2 separate regions of the Bombyx mori genome follow, and region 2 is linked to region 1. The links are chromatin contacts, called in public Hi-C maps. All regions are on one chromosome and are shown on one strand. Each heading gives the region's core, a stretch centred on a gene start, on an enhancer-like site or on the middle of the called end of the contact. The rest is flanking DNA. Distances are from core to core; before and after follow the strand shown.

Evidence for each region. A called contact is a pair of places that touch in the nucleus more often than the background predicts.
Region 2: a Hi-C map of whole pupa shows a contact between it and region 1, with 2.6 times the contacts expected there. The contact joins two enhancer-like sites. A contact is called at or near these places in 2 of 7 Hi-C or Micro-C datasets (middle silk gland and whole pupa).

Annotation. Positions count from the first base shown.
Region 1 is chr6:13,559,547-13,566,357 of ASM3026992v2, reverse strand. It overlaps LOC101746836 (ankyrin repeat domain-containing protein 17), which reads right to left. Exons shown (of 47, transcript XM_062669136.1): 20 at 5,160-5,321; 21 at 4,452-4,622; 22 at 3,526-3,692; 23 at 3,132-3,249; 24 at 2,596-2,814; 25 at 1,956-2,228; 26 at 1,701-1,869; 27 at 1,287-1,524; 28 at 429-561; 29 at 211-311; 30 at 1-21. Among protein-coding and RNA genes, the nearest start is that of LOC134199068, 21 kb to the left of the region's middle. Within about 2 kb of position 2,022, at least 4 of the 8 cell types and tissues checked have open chromatin away from gene starts, as enhancers often do.
Region 2 is chr6:13,853,100-13,859,745 of ASM3026992v2, reverse strand. It overlaps LOC101735454 (heterogeneous nuclear ribonucleoprotein Q), which reads left to right. Exons shown (of 15, transcript XM_062669163.1): 11 at 1,321-1,412; 12 at 2,040-2,182; 13 at 2,704-2,763. Among protein-coding and RNA genes, the nearest start is that of LOC134199069, 11 kb to the right of the region's middle. Within about 2 kb of position 2,530, at least 4 of the 8 cell types and tissues checked have open chromatin away from gene starts, as enhancers often do.

The sequences.
Region 1 (6,811 bases), core at 773-3,272:
TCCGAGATGGTACAGATGTACCTGGACAACGAAGCAGGCAGACAATTCAATATAACACTCAATAAACCAGATTTATTTTAAAAATAAAAACTAATAAAGAGCACAATTTAATAGCAAGTCAAATAAATTTAAGAATGTAAGTATCCAGATTTTTTTACCAGGGGCTCCCATTAAGACCAAGCAATACAATTAAATTAAATTGAAAGTTACCTAGTCATCTCCTGATCTGAAGGGAACTGCGTGACGACCCCGACCATCCATTTGACCACTTTTATGTGACCTTTACGAAAGGCAGCCATCAAACACGAAACCTATAACATTTGTATTACAATACTCTATTTCCATGAAATTTATAAAATTTTATTTTTATTTTAACCGTTTTCATTTTTTGTTAGTATTTTGCAATTCGAATCAAACAGTCAATATACCTTTCTATTGTCTTGAGAGTCGATGTCAGCGCCGGCTGCGTACAGCATCTCGACAACGGCGAGATGTCCGCCGTTAGCGGCGAGCCAAAGGGGGGAGTTGCCTTTCTTGTTCTTTACTTCGACGGCGGCTCGCCTGGATGGACATTCAAGGTAACAATTATTGTTTTTAATAGTCGTAAATTACTCAGTCGTAAACTACTCATGATCGTGAAAAATACTAAATGTTCGAAGTATCCAGAGGTTTACACGACAAACATCGTGTAATAAAATGAAGGTCGCAATTTGGTGCAATCGGTGATAGGGTTTTTATGAGCTCGCACAGGTAGTAAGTAATGTCGTCGTGGCCTAAGGGATAAGACGTCCGGTGCATTCGTATTAAGCGATGCACCGGTGTTAGAATCCCGCAGGCGGGTACCAATTTTTTTAATGACATACGTACTCAAAAAATGTTCACGATTGACACCCACTGTGAAGGAACAACATCGTGTAATAAAAATTTAACCCACAAAATTATAATTTGTGTAATTACTGGCGGTAGGACACCTTGTGAGGCCGCGCGGGTAGGTACCACCGCCCTGCCTATTTCTGCCGTGAAGCAGGAACGCGTTTCGGTTGGAAGTGTGGGGCAGCCGTTGTAACTAACTATTCTGAGACCTTAGTGATTATATCTCAAGGTGGGGTGGCGCATTTACGTCGTAGATGTCTATACGCTTCAGTAACCATTTAACACCAAGTGGACTGTGAGCTCGTCCACCCATCTAAGCAAAAAAAAGGCTATCCTGCTCGTCAGCGACGAAACATTCATGGCTTTTGGTTTGATGAGTCAAAGCAATCTTCAGCAAAGCGAAAGGAAGCTACCTCTGCAGCAGCAGTTCGACGAACTTGGTGTGTCCCTTGTCTGCGGCGATGGTGAGGGCGGTGTCCCGGGAGGAGGGCACGGGCGGCGCGTTGACGTCAGCGCCCTTGTCGAGCAGCACGCGTCCCACCTCCACGTATCCGCCGCTGGCCGCCTCCATGAGCGGCGTGAGGCCGGTCTTGGCGCGGTGCTCCACGTTCGCTTTGCGATCCAGCAACAAGCTGACGACCTCATGTCGACCTGCACAGCGAAATTGACAATGTCCAAAACATTTCAAGCTTGTTCAGTACAAAATGAATGTTACGATTTTCATGAATGGTTCCTTGTTTAGAGTCGACAAGCCCGCTTTTTGAGTTTACATGAGATTTGATTTCGAGCCCACCTCTAATTCAGCTAGCTACTACATTAGGAGGTACCTTGGAAACAAGCGAGGGTGAGCGCCGTGTTCCTGTTGGTTTCTATCTGCGCATTAATATCGGACCCGCAGTCGAGAAGGAGTCGCACCGCTGCCGTGTGACCGTTCATGGCGGCCAACATCAGCGGTGATATACCCAGTTTCGAGCCAGTGCGAGAATTGATTTCCGCCTGAGAAGTTAAGGTTTAGTTACGGAACTTTTGTCATTACATTACAGATAATAATGATTTCCAGAGTTCCAGCGCATCACACTTACCTGGTGCGTGAGCAGTAGCCGGATGATGTTGACGTAGCCCCCGGAGGCGGCCAGCGACAGTGGCGTGTAGTCGGATACGTTGCGGTGCTCCTTGTTGGCGCCGTGGCTGAGGATGAGTTCGACTACTTCGTAGCGGCCGCCGCTGCACGCCAGCGACAAGGGAGTGTCCTTTGTGCGTTCCGACTGCGCCTCGATATCTGCGCCGTGGTTCAAAAGGATCTCGACGATCTTCTCGTGACCGGCCGTAGCCGCCAGGATAAGTGGAGTGAAACCCTAAGTTTGATACGTTGTTTAGTTGAATATCTAACTGAATTGAAACTGATAAGATCAATATTTTTTACTATACTATATTTCAAGTCACGATACAAACTACATTTAAAAATTCATCCTAGTCGATTGTCTCGATTTTTTTTCCTGCCTATGCTGATACCCTTGAGAGGCTATTTCAGCTTCACCCTAACGTGTGTAGGTGAGCTCACGGGGCTCAAACCGGAGTGTTGCTAGCACTGGGCCTAGCAAGAGCCGTGCTTCGCAGAATCTATCACCGGATCGGAAACGCGACCCACTGAGAAGATCCGGTGAGAAACTCAGTGGGCTGACAAAGTCCAGTAAATATTGGGTTATTTATATGTGGTCGCACCTTCTTGTCGCGATGCTCGATGTCCGCCCCGCGGGACAGCAGCAGCTCGACGAGGTCCTCGTGGCCGCCGGCGCACGCCAGCGTGAGTGCGGTGTCGTGGTTGGAGTCGGTCTCGCCGTCCACGTCCATGGCGCAGTAGGCGGCGGGCGCGGGCGCCGCGGGTGCCGCCGCCTCCCCCACCCGCGCCCGCGCGCCCCCGCTGGCGCCTCCGCCGCGACTCTGGATAACAATTACATTATTCATTTTTCCATTATTGAGACGATCCGGATTTTGAAATGTTAACGTCACTTGCTTTGATTTCATCATTTAAAATGTTTATAAACCTTGACAAAAAATAGTTTGTTCAATTGAAAGTATCTCTCAGATGTAATTTGTTCTTCAAAATTATTAAAAGACAGTAGCGTCACGGTCGAAAGTTTAATGCATATAATATAACACCGCGCGATTGTTATGCATCACTACCTAGGTAACTACTTGTGGAATGGGATCCCCAGGTGCGGGACAGTTATGTAAATTATCCAGAGATCTAAGCTAACCTTTTTCTTGCTGGTGGGATTGGCGTGGTGGTGTTCGCGCTTGGCGTGTTGCTGGGGTGCTGTCTGCTGCGGATGCCGGGGCTGGGGTTCCGTTAACGGAGGGGTGTACGACGACGATCTGTTCATTTACAATATATGTTTATTTTATTTAGTGTAGTAATACTTTTTCGACACCTTTATTGCTCGTAGTAAAACTCAAAATTGGGTAATTACATAACACAAAACTATATCACATTATTTGGAAGGACATTTTGCCAGGAACCTTATCTAAAATTCTTCGACTTTGACATAGTGGAATCTACAGGTTTCGCTAAGTGAACTAATGTGGCAACTGTGGAAATATTTCAAATGGTACTACTCTATAAATAACAAGAAATTGCGCATTATTGCATACCTATAGTCGTCATAGGGAAGGGTGGGAGGTGGAAGGGCGAAGTGCTGTTGGAGGTCGGGGGGCGGCTGCACATCCTCCTCCGTCCCCCGGGGCAGCGTCGTCGGCTCCAATGCACCGGACGGGGGTGACCCGCCTACCCGGAACTGACAGCCGTTGTTCTGCTGTTGCTGAAACAAATATGTGGCCATGCTTATCATTTATGTCATTGTTGATTTTATTAGTAACTAGCGCATGATGTGAGCGCACGAACCAGTGGCACTGTACCGAAAGGCTACACTTTGTGCGACAAGGTAATCATTGATCGAATAACGGCCGCCGCACACGGGCCACCGACCACAACCACAAAACGCCGCCACTGGTATATTTCCTGTAATTTTCATACATTTTATATTGACTCGCCGCACACAGTTCACGCCGGTGGCCGCCACACGCTACATATAAAATGTATCAAAATTACAGGAAATATTCTGGTGAGAGTGTTTTGTGGTTGGCAATGTGTGCGGCGATCCTAAATGTTTTTCCAAAACAATTGACACATCTATAGTGGGCCTCAAGACCGGCAGCATCAGTCGATACGTCTGTAGCAATAATTGAACACAATCTATGTATATATAAAAATGAATTGCTGTTCGTTAGTCTCGCTAAAACTCGAAAACGGCTGGACAGATTTGGCTAATTTTGGTCTTGAATTATTTGTGTTAGTCCAGAGAAGGTTTAAAAAGTAGATAAATATGAAAATGCTCGGAATTAAAAAAATAATAACAATTTTGTTTTTTCTTTGATGTGTCCGTCGGACGGATTCCTTTTGTTTCTTTTAAGTTTATTTTATACAAAAGTTTAGGTCTTTTATTTATTGATTGAGGCACTACAGATCTGCCGGGCCAGCTAGTAAAAATATAATTTCAAGATTAAGATTGAATCGTTACCGGTACGTCGACGTGGTGGTGATGGTGGTGCCTGGTGGTGTAGTCGGTGGCGAGCGCCTGCTCGGCGGCGGCCAACAGGCGGCGCGCGTGGCGCTCCTCGCCCTCCAACCATTCACCTTCCAGTTCTCCACATTTACCAGAGAGAATCTCCTGAGACTTCTGCTGCATCACCTACACAAAGGATCGTTTAATAATTATTACTTTAATTTATCACTTTATCGGCTTTAGCAAACATCATGTTGAATAGTAGTAGCTTATTAGCTATGTATTTGTAATGTTATTTGTTTATGTTAAATTAAGCGGTGGCTTTTAACGCACTTTTTTATTTTATCTGTGTAGAGGAAGAGAGAAAAGCAATATATAGTAACTTCAAGCGACACGTTTCATTATAGTTCGAACAAATATAAGAATGTGTGTTCATAGGCTTATATAATTGAAACATACAATTATTATTCTATTCAAAAGACAAAACGTAGGCAATTGTTTGTTCAGCCAGAAGTTCTAAAATCTTAAATTTTAAAAGAGCCTTGTAATATGTTTGAGATGACTCAGAAGGCTATTTTTTTTCTTTCTCGCGAAACTCTAAGACTCGGTATAACATGAATAGCGTGATTAGTTTTTTAATTTGTATCAATAAAGAATCTGGTAATTTGCCTATTGTATTTTCGTTTGTAGCAAGTATTTATAGTGGGTTGGTGTGGCACTCGCCTGCAACACCAGAGTGCGCAGCTCGTTGGGCGGCAGCGCCACGAGCGAGGGCACCTCCCGCTGCAGGTAGGCCAGCACGGCGCCCAGCTCGCGCGGCTCCGCGGCGCCGCCCGCGCCCGCCGCCGGCCCGCAGCACCCGGACGCGCACTCCTCGCCGCCCAGCTGCACAACACGCACTCAAACATCACTCAAGGTATTTATGACCTCGTAACTAAGACCTTTAAGTCATGTCTTAAATTTATGAAAAATGATAATATGGAGTGAAATGAAATGAAGATGATTAATTTGAGACATGAATCAACTGGGATGAAATATAATCTGAGTAAAATGGTGGTCATTTACTGAGATTTTTTTAGTGGACTTTTTCGAGGATCCCGAGAAGTTACGTCTTTTTTTTTTTTTTTTTTGGTCAGGAGGAAATCGCCGGACTTCCGCCCTCCACTGGGGATAGAGGGCGGAGCATGTCAGAGTCGAACTGACTAAAACCTCCTGTCGCTCAACAACCAACGTCCAAACCTCGCATGAGACAGAACTCATGAAAAGGCAGAGGGGGGAAAGTGAAGCGTTTAGTGCGGAGCACATCTCTCCCATCACCCTCCCCCTCGGGACGCCGGACCGGCGGTCGTCGGCGCCACGACCACCAGCCCAGAAGTTACGTCTAGTGGCTTTGTTTCATTTTCCCACATTTGTGCACTTTCACAGATATTAAACAGTTTATAAACCACCATTACTACACATTTAAATCTGAAGAAACACTAAATAGACAAAATAAAACAAATCACATAACTTCACCTTCCCGCCAAAAAATCCATCACTCACTAATGTCGCGTCGATCGAATCAAATACATATATAGATGGTAGTAACATTAACTATCCTAATTTTTTTTTAAATTACGAATTTTGTCAATTTTTAGAAAGCACAAAAAGATAAAATTTTATCAATTTGTCTATATCAAATAAAGCCTTGTATGATTATTTTTTCTGTGTTTAGTTACACATTAATGAAATACCTTAGCTTTAACAACATGTAATTTTAGGGGCATCCGCTACAAGATGTCGATAGTTTCCATACAAAAAATATTTGTCTTAAAGTATCGCGTCAGATGGCGCCGTACTGAAACGTTAGTGCAGCCGTTCATCACAGCATACGTTACTACAGATCGTTCACCGTAAGTTGTCCCCTGCCGTGATGTTGGCACTATTGCTTGTCATTTTTGTCAATCTGTTGTTGTCAGATTGTTTGTTGTGACGTGTGCCGTTAGTTTTTGTGTTAATATTTAATATCCTTCAAATTAATCATGCCAAAGCCATTTAAAAGCAGTGCAAGAGAGATCGTGTTAAAGATTCGTGCCTTTTGTGAAAAAGAAAAGGCAAACCAAGCCCCTTTAATTCGACTCGATCAAGTGCGAGCACGAGTCGCCGCCATGACAGGTTTGTAAAATGGGGATACAAGCTTCAGACACAATGCCTTTAGTATGGGTAATAAGAATTTACTGACATAAAGAATTAAAATAAAATAAAAACTCTCTTAACTTAACTCCAAATGCAAGAATGGATTACAAATAAGGAATTGTCTTATTTACCAACAACGTTGAAAGCAGAGCTTTATCAAATTATAAAAGAGCACAAAGAAGCGCCCATTTATGAGGCTG
Region 2 (6,646 bases), core at 1,281-3,780, 290 kb before region 1:
GTATCAACAATTTCATATTTTTAATTGAACTTCAATTTAACCTTACTCCATTCAGATAGCTGAAGAAGTTTTTTTGTTATCATTTATTTTCCAAATTTTAAACTTTAAATGGCTTCCCTGTAAAGCTGCAACAATGTCGCTAAACTTTTCACCCGTCGAGACGTGCTGCCCTATGGCTAAAGTGGATCTTGTTTTGCAGACGCACTGTTAATAAATGTCGAACACGAACGTTAGAAGCTTTGTCTCCTCATTTGCTTTACAAAACTACGCTAGAGGAAGTGTCCCTCAGAATCGATGTTTTGTTCACGCAATTTATTTTCACGTTCTATCGATGTTTGTGTTTTTGGAACGAAGTTCCTTATCGCGCGTTGTGAAAGGGGACTAGACGGAAAAAATTCTTACGAAAAGTTGTCACGACACTTTTTAGATCCGTCATTCTGACCAATCAACGTGTAGGCGCTTATCGCGTGACATTGCTCGTATCCGATTGGTCCGCGTATTCTCGAGATAGCGTTTCAACAATAGTAATTTAGTTCATAGTATTGTTTTTTTCTTCTTCATAATGCCGTAATTTATTATTATAACTTTAAAAAAAAATTACAATTCCTTCACTAATTAATCGAAAGGAACTTCGTTCCATCCGGGTGTCCCTTGACACCTCTGAAGTTTTTTATTTACGTGCCGCTCTAGACGTCAGTCTTGTGCTTTGGTGTTTTGATATTGACACGAGAGATGATGGATTTCCGGAATCCATCATTTCTGGTTGAGAATATAAAACTGGCGAATTGAGTATTGGATGTCGCTGCCGAGACAAAGTCTTGTTTGCGTTGGTCGTAATAATTATTTTAAAAGCTTTAAAGCTGTTGATTAAAATACGTTGATTTTGTCTTGTGTGCGTCGATTGAAAATTTCACACAAACTTTAAAGTTCTGGCTTGTTGTTTATCAAAGAATTTAATTCTACTGGTGGTAGAACCTCTTGTGAGTCTGTGCAGGTAGGTACCACCGCCCTGCCTATTTCTGCCGTGAAGCAGTAATGCGTTTCGGTTTGAAGGGTGGGGCAGCCGTTGAAACTATACTTGAGACCTTAGAACTGTTATCTCAAGATGGGTGGCGCATTTACATCGTAGATGTCTATGGGCTCCAGTAACCACTTAACACCAGGTGGGCTGTGAGCTCGTCCACTCATATAAGCAATAAAAAAATTGATAAGTTTTTGTGAAGTTTCGGCTGAATTCAGTTAAAAAAATGAGGCATGATTTAAAATGGCATTTGGAGAATTTGTATCGTCGAGGGACGTTGACGAGCTCGCCCTGCGCAGGTTCGACTGGTGCGGGTGCTCGCCGCCGCACGCCATGCGGGGCCGCACGCCGCAGCAGGCGCCGCGCCCGCAGCACGCCCGCCCCGACTACGGTCAGTGCCGCACGCACCACGCCGCCAGCGACATCTGTCGCCCGCGGACTTAACGACTAACCGATGTGACGACACACGTGCTCTCTCACCCTCCGCCACTACTCACACTATCCAACTGTGAACACGGTGTGGTCCCCGCGCGACACTCGCACACTGCCACTCATCCCTTACTAACGCTGCCGACCCGCGCCCGCCCAGCCGACGTAGGACTTGGCTAGATCGACCTCTGCGTGTCTGATTAACGCAATTCATAGACAAACCGAAGAAACGTTTCACTCCCTAAAACTATATTTAGAAGGGCTAACTGTATAACTGCACCGATCATTTAAACGACATAACATTACTTACAGCTTGACCCCCCCGAACCGCATGCTTTTATATCTAAAACGTCATTTGAACGCAACATTTGGAGTTGATGTACTTATTCGGTTTCAGAAGTGTCTGGTAGTAGGGCACGGTGGTGGGCCGCGTCGTCTGCTGACGATCCGAGTTTGTAATTGTTGTGTGTGTTACGAAGAGGACGTAGGCCATGCATGTAGCTCCCGAGCGGAGGGGCCCGCCCCCCTAGCTTGTAAGTTAGCGTTAGTATAGCTTAGCCTCTAAAAGGCCTGTGTTGTGTGTTTATAGATTATGATTACGACTATTACGGATACGGTGATTACCGAGGTGGCTACAATGAGCCGTTTTACCGGTACGATGAGTTCTATTTTGATTACGCGGGGCCGCCGCAACCGTCCGCCGTCCGCCAGCCTCCCAACAGACCGCAGCCGGTGGGTCCCCACACACACTCACTAATGTTATCACTTATTTACTAGTCACTAGTCGCTCCTCGCTCTACTCATCATTGTTCTATTGATTTATTTTTTTTGAGTTGCCAAATTTTTATCATCAATAGTTTAATTTTTTTCTTTTTAATGATTTTGTTGAATCCTGTCCTCGAATGGAGTTAGTGACTCGGTAAAACGGTAGTGTGTAGGCCTGACGGTGGTGATTATACTAAGGCGGACGGACGTGCTCGCGGGGGCCGCGGGGGGCCACCATCAGGTCTATATGGCTGAGGCCGCTCCGACTAACACGCCCGTCTCCCCTAGCGCTTCGTGTCCGTTGACATTCCTCGTTGGCACCGCTTATCATCTCGCCGCGCTTGTCACCACCATGTAGTAGTGCTTTGCTTTGTAAGTGACCCCCCCAGCGTCTCCGTCGCTCGGAACGCTTGAATAACACTAGTAATGTTGTTGCAACGTTTGTATTAAGAAGACTTACTGACCCGCTTGGTGAATGCCTCACTCAGGACGACGAGCTCGGCCTAGGAGCCAACTCACTTTACTACGACCTAACCGGAGGCACTCAGGTACCGACAGAACTGAATTATTCCAAATTTCTTATTATTCTAATTTTTTATTATTATAACTTAGACTAGCGTTCGGGGAACTTTTTTAATTATTAGCCCAAAATATTTTTGTGTAAGTTAATATTACCCTGTGGCAAAGAACAAAAAAAACGCAATCGCTTCTTTTTAGCATCTTTCATATTATAGACCCCATGATAATTATTAAAAAAAATATTATTTTTTCGTTTCATTTTATTTCGTTTCATCGAGTTTGAAATCACGATTCTAAAGAAGTTTCACTTCAATATATACTTTCTACTCACAAAAGCTTCATTTTTACCCCCCAAAATTTCATTTTATCTCATTTGGGGTAATTTACCCCGGTTCCCCGACCGCTGACTTAGACGAATGTTTTATATGTTCCATAGATTGGTAGATTATGTAAACTAAATAGTTGCATAGAAATAGGTACCTGATTGTTTCGTTCAACCGTTTTTTTTCTTGTAAAAGTATTTGGTAGTTTTTTTTTATTCTGGTAACGATATTGTGTTGCCATGTTTAGTAATTTTTTTTAGTAGTTATAATTGGAATTTGGTGCTAAGTATCTAGAAGGAATTACACAGACACGGACTTAGCGACGATTAGCGTGAAACTTATTACGCTACGGCATGTTGTAGAGAGAGCATGTAATATTTTTGAGGAAACTGCCGAGAATATCCAATAATCTTAAAAGTAGATGCCTTTACAGGATTCTTGGAACTGAATTCTGGCAACACTTTTACTAACGAAAAAAATGTCTGAGGTTTTTGTCCACTCGCGCGATTCAGATAAATGTGTGTGTAAATGCTTGCAAAATTATGGCAGAAAATGTCGTAATTGTTGATGTGTGACCGCTTAATTTGCGTAATGATCTATAGCACTACTGTTATCGGTCGTTTTAAATATCACTAACTAACATACAGGGTGTTGTAACTTTACGCATTAACGAAGAGTCCCTTCCCTTCATCTCACACATTTGTTTTATCTGACACTTATCACACGCTTTATTATCAATGAACGCAATAATATATAATATTACCGTACACTATACAAAGTTTAAGAGTGCGGGTTACTAACAAGCCTGGTTTTGGACCGATAATTAAATTTGCGAAGACTATTATCGTTGCCAGCCGAAAGTCGACATTAAAAATGCAGTTAGTGTTGCCGTATTTATTTTTATTTTCGTATTATAGGAATGTAACCGTTAAGTAGATAATAGATTAAAATGCGTATTTTAATTAGATAGAAGGTATTTGAATATTTTTAGACGATGCCGACCATTTTGCGTTACGTATGCGGGTAGCTGGTGATTTTGATGTCGCGATTGGAACGTCACTTGTGAATGAGGCTTTACAGAACATATAAGAGTTTGTTTACTTAAAAAAAGTAGGGTACAATAGTACTATAGTATCGGTGACTCTACAACGCCTCTAAATAAAATATATCTGAATCGAATATATAAAATTCTCGTGTCGCGGTGTTTGTTGCCAAACTCCTCCGAAGTGGCTCAACCGATTCTCATGAAATTTTGTGGGCATATCGGATAGGTCTGAGAATTGATCAACATCTATTTTTCACACCCCTAAATGTTAAGATGGTCCACACAAAAAAATTATCCCAAAAATAATTTATAGGTTTGGCAAAACAAGGTTTGCCGGGTCAGCTAGTAATTCTAAAAAGTTCAAAGACGCAATGAGAACCATCATATATCTCGTCGTATATTTAGTACCTATAACTAAATTAAGGACTTTATTAATGAATTACCAGAAGGGGGGGAATGTGGTTTTGGTTCAACTTCCAGCTCGCTCCTGACTCTATAAGCCATTATACGGTTCAACGGGATGTCGGACTTATACAATAAATAGCTTATACTCTTAACGAAACTCGAGGAGCAAACTATTTATTACTTTGAATAGTATTTCTTGATGATGCTCATTAACGATTTCGTTTATTATTGAATTTTACTCATGAGTGTTGAGTTGTTCAGTTCTTCGTTATATTTTCAAAAACATACTCTATGGTTATTTCATAAATAACTTGTCTCTGACCAAATTTTTCGGTAATGTGCGGTTTTGTTATGAACACATTCGCCATTACATTATGATTATTGTACAGACTTTTTATTATTTTCAGCTAAGGAAAGATTTCAAAAAGTAAAGTTTGATCTAAAAATCCTTTCTGCAATCTTTTACGGGTCCATGTTGCTCGATAACTTAGTTCAACAAGGAAACTATCCGTTTTAAAGTTCGCCTACAAAATGCTGTTTTAACCGAATGCTTGCCAAATTGTCCCTAATATTTTATTGGTCGTCCTTGTTTTTTTTTATTGCCCGAGCAGGCAGGCAAGCATACGGCCCATCTGAAGGTAAGTGGTCACCGTCGCTCATGGACATCAGCAATGCCAGGAACAGAGTTGAGCTTCTGCCTACTGCTGCTCCATACAAAGATACAGTTAAATTATCCAAACCACGAACCGAAGAAGAACTATTTTAACAAAGTCACTTGGTTTAGTTTTCCGTAGAAGGACCAAGATCGTGAATCCCCCGGTTCAGTTTGTTTTCTTTATCTACCATTATTACGTTTAGTGGAACTTTGTGTGTCGTATCAACTATTACTGACCTCTATTTTTTTAAATTTGAATCACATCTCATATCTATACCTACGTGATGGTTGAACCATACAATGGTACTATTTACTAATCAGAGATTCAACAATAATCAAAACAAGAGACCCTGTCACAAGAGACCTTAAAATAAAATGTTATGCTCAATTATTAATAACTAAACTATCTCAATAGTTTTTCAAAAAAAAACTTTTTGCAAGTTAAGACTTGAGACCATTCACATGTCAATAACGGTGTTTTTATTGAGATCTACAATTCGCCTGGCATTTAGTGGCCACTAAGGGCCCATTTAATTTAGACAAAAAAGATTGATAGGTACCACCACAATCTCAACCATTTCTACTGTGAAGCGTGTGGGCTTAAAGCGATGAACATCAATTTTACAATTAAACTAGCTGGCCCGGCAAACGTTGTTTTGTCATATAAATTATTTCTAGGAAAGATAAATAATTCTAGGTTATTTAAAATAATAAATAATTTGAAACCTATGAATTGAAACCTACTGCAGCGCCATCTGCCGGGCTGATTTGTAAATCTAAACCATTCTTGAATCCACCTGAAGGTACACAGAAAATTTCATTAAAATCGGTCCAGCCGTTTAGAATGAGTTCAATGACAAACACACGCACAGAAGAAATATATATTAAAGATTTACCTAATAAAATTTTGGCCGTCTGATACAAGCAACGAGAATTCTACGAAATATTACACATGCGCCCATACAAATTCTCGAAAATATACATTCGATGACCGTAATGTCATACTGTCATACTGTCGTAATGTCATATCGGTCATACTTGATTGGTCGTGTATGGATTAACTTTCTAAATAATACAAATTTCAACGCACGAATCTAGCTAATAAAGTTATTAAACAAACATTATGTACCTACATATCTGGACGTAGCTTTGTCACTATACCAAATATACTTAAAAAATTAACTTTAGGCAAATTGCGTTTTAATGAATTCGCGTAATGCAAGTGGTCGGCTCGTATTTACGCCTTAAATTATTATGTGGTCAATTTCTTAATACGACCTTTTTATTTGTACGTAATGCATTGCTTTGTTAACACTGCAACTATCGGTGATCGGTTTATCAGGACCTGTAATCACGTCGCATTTTTGTTGTTACAAAATTACGATTAGACGATATTTTTAAAAAATACAAGTTCTCGGTTGATTTTCAATTTCAAAATTTGATTGATTTGAATTTGAGGGTAGATTTCAACATTGTCTTGTATA